Regions from separate parts of the Danio rerio genome. Here region 2 is linked to region 1. The links are chromatin contacts, called in public HiCAR-type maps. All regions are on one chromosome and are shown on one strand. Each heading gives the region's core, a stretch centred on a gene start, on an enhancer-like site or on the middle of the called end of the contact. The rest is flanking DNA. Distances are from core to core; before and after follow the strand shown.

Region 1 (2,546 bases), core at 31-2,530:
AACTTCTCAAATGACCCAAAGAAAAATGCGGATCAGCTGTAGTAGTAAATCAGTAAATCAGATGAACCTCAGTAATCAATATTAAGTTTCATTACTCTACGAAAACTGTGTGAAGCACAGAGGCAGGAAAAATCCTGGCATGGAGATGTTTCTAGTACTGTGGCGTTAGGCCCAGTTATCATTTACCAGCATCATGGATAAGTTTGAATACATCAGAATACTGAATGATTATACTCCCCTGTGCCGAAGAGGAAATGGGTGTTAAAACAAGATAACGAGCACAGACAAATGTTGATGACTTGGTTATTTGATTTCAGGCAAAAATGAGTGAGGTAATGGAGTAGCCAGCTCAATCCACTGACCTTAACCCAACTGAAATCTCATGGGGTGACACTAAATCCCACTGGTCCTGTTGATTTTTAATATGTTCTTCCTGGCTTAAATACCAGTTTATAGATGCCAGAAGTTGAATGCAACACAAATATGCAGCAGTTATCTTGCAAATAAATATTAGATTTATAAGGGTTACAGTGAAAGATAAAATATGAATTTTAGAGATTAGAGATTGGTATTTCTAAATATAAAAATATATTTTAATTCATTGATTACCTTCATCCACCTCTTCATCCGCAAGGCATTGCTATTTTAAACAACAAAGAAAACCATACACTTGTTTTGTCCTGTGCATGTGGTGTGTAAGGTATGATGGTTACATCCGTGTGAGGCCTCCTTCTGTTGTATGAGAGGGATTGTTTCTTTGTGTCAGCACTTAATCCACACTGTGAAGGGCTCTGGACCCTTTTAGGGGCCCTGGTGTTGTAGCTGGGGCCAGAGAAGAGGCAGTTTCCAACACTGTTCCCCATCACGGGCTGGGATGGAACTCTAGTGCTCTGGGGCTGATCCTCTAAAATGTCACCATCTTCCCACTTCTAATAAATACACGGTTTCCCTTTCCCCATGTTTGATCTCTTTTATGATCTCTAGTTTGAGATCATTTGTTTTTGAACAGTTTTTTATGGAAATAAATACAGGGAAATGTCTAGATGGGAATTTAAACTATGTTCACAATTATGCACATAAAAAAAAAATGTTTAGGTTTACTACATGTGCATGAGTTCAAACGAAGTAGCGGGACAGAAAGGGGTTGTGTTTTTCTCTTTTTTTTTTTTAATTCGATTTGTTGTATTGTCCAGAGCCCCCTCCCACAATTCAGCCAAAGGATTACAGTGTCACAGAGGGTCACGGCTGTTATAAATACCCCTGTGGCCTCACGCTTCCCCATCAGAGAGGCTGAATGTCTGCAGGACATGCTCATCACTTGTCAATCCGTGTTCCTTTATTAAACCTCAGCTAGAACTTCCTCATAGATGCAGAGACCACCAGCCAGTTTCAAACTCAAGGTTTTATGACAAAAGCCAACAGGATCGATGATTTCAGTCTTGTGAAGCAGGACTGCCTTTCATGCCAACTTCTTTGTAGCTTGTAGAAGCATTTATGCTTATTTTTCCATAGTTCACACACCTTTGTTTTTTTTTTGTGTGTGTGTGTGTGTCTCCATCCGCAAAAAAACCAAAGGGATCACATCCAGATCTGCTCATCTTTTTTTGGTGGCTTTCATCCCTCCATTTTCTTCCCTCTGCATTGCTTCTGTTGACTTTTTGCAGCCATGTGGGAGTTCCGGTCCATGTCTTTTTGGCGGGCTGTGTTTGCCGAGTTTTACGGCACCATGTTCTTTGTGTTCTTTGGTCTGGGAGCTGCTCTCCGCTGGACCACCGGGCCACACAATGTGCTTCAAGTGGCCTTCTGCTTTGGGCTGGCAGCTGCCACGTTCATCCAATCCATCGGCCACATCAGTGGTGGCCACATCAACCCGGCGGTTACTTTCGCATACCTGATTGGCTCCCAGATGTCCCTGTTTCGTGCCTTCTTCTACATCTGTGCTCAGTGCTTGGGTGCATTGGCTGGCGCCGCTGTGCTTTATGGGGTCACGCCAACCAACATGAGAGGAAATCTTGCCTTGAATACGGTAAGTGGGCCTAATGGTTTGTCTGATTGATTGATGTTCTAAATCATAGAGGTGCCATTTATGTGTTCGTATATTTGGATAAGCATGTGTGTTTGCATGATTTCAGCTTCAGCCTGGCATCAGTATGGGAATGGCCACTACCATAGAAATATTCCTGACCCTGCAGCTTGTGGTTTGTGTGTTCGCTGTGACCGATGAGAGGAGAAACGGGCGACTGGGGTCTGCTGCCCTGTCCATTGGCTTTTCTGTGCTAGTGGGACACCTGCTGGGGGTAAGAGGGCATCAACAGGACAAAGATTCAGTTTTAACATCACTGCTTATCCTATGAGTTTAATCCATGGCAGTTTTTACAACACGAGAATGAAAATCAAACATTTAAGCATAAGAATGGGAAAATATGTTTTATAACTGTAAATATTTATGAGCAGATTTAGATTTTAAGGTGAACTATCCATAGTTTAAGGTTCATTGAATAAAACAAAGCAAATATATAGGAGAAAATCCTTTTATTGGCCAAAAT
Region 2 (2,546 bases), core at 18-2,517, 170 kb after region 1:
AACTAAACTGTCTTATAAATGTGATTGGTAATGTTTTTTCACTGCAATAAGTTATAATTGAATAAGTTATACTACATTAATATGATTAGAATAATAATAATTAAAACTACTACTAATAATAAAATAATGTTATTTATTTTGAAATATTATGAAATAATGAGGAAATTAGCCATGACAACTTTAATGTAATATGGTTTGGTATATTTACCTTCGGCCCACAGCTCTCAATGATATTTGGTTTTTGGCCGTTCATATGAAAAGGTTTGAGCACCCCTGCTGTAAACAATGCAGGGTTCCACACAAATCATTCAGGCTGTCCCAACACAAATCAATTAAGTCAAGTTAACAATTAAGTGGTCCCTCAAACAATCTTCTATTTTCCTTGGCAGTTTTTACATTTATTTTTATTCCAGTCAAACCACAAAATAGACTTTCTACAAAGGAAAAATCCTTGCTCTGTTAAACATCACTTGGAAAATATTTGATCAGAAGGGCTAATCATTTTGTCTTCAACAAAAAAGCTTTACATAAATAGTTTGACAGTTTACTGTATACTGTGCTTTTCTTGCATATTGACCGAAAAAAGGCCTTCAAAATTTCTTCATTTGAAAAACAAGGCACAAGAAACCTCAAGACCTCAAAGTCGATGACAAGAAAGATCTCCAGTAATATTATTATAAGGAATAACAATGGCTTTCTTCTCCAATTCACTTCTCTTCTTTCTCTATGATATGACCTTGTGATGCACCAGCTCTCCTGAGGGGTGGAGCTCCACGACTCTGTTCATTTGCTCCATCATTCCACCCTGAGACAATAGTTCAGCTGCTCATTGCGTGTGGAATATGACCCCCAACCCCCGGCTCAAGGCTTTCTCCTTTCCAAAGCTTTGTCTGCATTTTATGATCTTGTTACAAGTCATTTTCATCTATCTGACCTCCTCAGCGGACCCTCGGACCACCGTGCATTGGGTTTTCAATAAATCTTTCGGCCCGATCCAAGCCAGAGATGTTCCACGTTTCATTTACACTTCTCAACCCGCAGAGAGAGACAGAGCGCTGGGGGTGAAAGGTTAGAACGGAACAGGAGGAGATGACAGAAAAGGAAGGGTGTGAGTTTAAGGAGGAAAGCAGGAGGAGATGTGAAAAGCGAGCCTGGAGGAGCTGTTATGATAGCAGCCGTTCCGTTCTCGCCAGTGTACATTGCCGTGCATTGGCCGGAACGCAGGCTTTGGCAAGAAAGGGCCCCATTCAGCAGGCTTCGCCCAGATGCTGGCCCGCGCTCCACACTCCTCCAGGCTATGGCAGAGAGCAGGGGAGCGAAGAGGGGCCGACACAGGAAAAAGAGATCGGAATCTGATATCCTATCATTAACAGCCCAAATAAATGGAGGAAAAAAAGGCCCGGCTAAACTATTGACCTCAGTTACAGTGTTTATTGGCAGGAACATTAGCAACAAAGGTGTAATTAGCTCACAGCTCTGGCCATGAAACAGCATCTGGAGAGAAACCAATGAAACTACTCCAGGCTCTAAAAACATGTTTACATGAAAAGGAGCAGTGGATTTTTTCAGAACTGCCTCAGCACATCAAAGATTCAGCTATATCTTTTTCTTTTGCACCGAATATGGAAAAAGTTAGGAATTCACTGACTATTAATTAGCTGCTTACTCAGGCCAGTAGCCAGGGGGGTTCGGAAGACCCACCCCTTACTGACAAAGGTCCAGAATTTGTCCTAAACATACTCATTTGTTCTATTTTTGACTGCAATGCCATCATAAATAGTGAAAATAAAATATCGAAAAAGTTATTAAGACCAAACAGAATCCTCTGTTGGGTTTTGCTTTGGTGTGACTTAAGCTAATCAGTTTGGCCAATGCAAACAAATATTTTTCTTCAGTGCAACAACCAGCTGTGCCAGAAAACATACAATCCGACTTAAGAGAAGTCATCTTTCACTATTGTATTGTTTTTAAATGGAAGAAAAATATTTTATAAGTAACTTTTACTCTAAATCTTGAATTAGAATACTAATTTGGCTATTATTGTTATCTACAAATTTTTCAAATGCACTTTTTTTTTTACAAGAGAGGCTAGTAAAATCAAGAAGATCTACATTATTATTACTATTATTATTATTATGTTTACATTTTTTATTATTCAAAGGGACAAATTCTGACTGATATCAATAAGCAGAGTAATAAATCTCCTTATTGATACTGTCACCATTATTTTGATAAACATAAATGGGACTCTCTTGTTCTGAATACAAATATTCAATCTAAATCCAGGCATATGAGTACATGCTCATCACAAGTCTAATGATTTTTTTGAGGAGATCAATGATTAAAGTTCAGTGTTAGTCTAATAAAAAATATTCCTAATGAAAAGGACACTTGAGATATTATTATTTATTATTTTGATATTTATTACTATTTTTTCTACAAAACGGCTAAGCTGCTTAATAACATTTTAAAAAATTGCCCATCACTGTAAAAAAAGCTTGGTTGCCTTAAATTTTTAAGCTGTATCAAATTAATCTTATGAGTCT

Evidence for each region. HiCAR-type assays count read pairs that join an accessible place to other places.
Region 2: a HiCAR-type map of caudal fin shows a contact between it and region 1, with 4 times the contacts expected there. The contact joins the enhancer-like site here to the promoter of mipa in region 1. A contact is called at or near these places in 9 of 18 Hi-C or Micro-C datasets (caudal fin, embryo, fibroblasts and 2 more) and 3 of 4 datasets of contacts at active chromatin or transcription factors (caudal fin, embryo and gastrula embryo).

The regions. Positions count from the first base shown.
Region 1 is chr23:29,986,842-29,989,387 of GRCz12tu, forward strand. mipa (major intrinsic protein of lens fiber a) reads left to right here and starts at 1,281. Exons shown (of 4, transcript NM_001003534.1): 1 at 1,281-2,026; 2 at 2,133-2,297. The coding sequence starts at 1,667.
Region 2 is chr23:30,156,669-30,159,214 of GRCz12tu, forward strand. It overlaps a transcript of fignl2 not described here. Among named protein-coding and RNA genes, the nearest start is that of fignl2, 85 kb to the left of the region's middle. Within about 2 kb of position 1,268, at least 16 of the 62 cell types and tissues checked have an H3K27ac peak or open chromatin away from gene starts, as enhancers often do.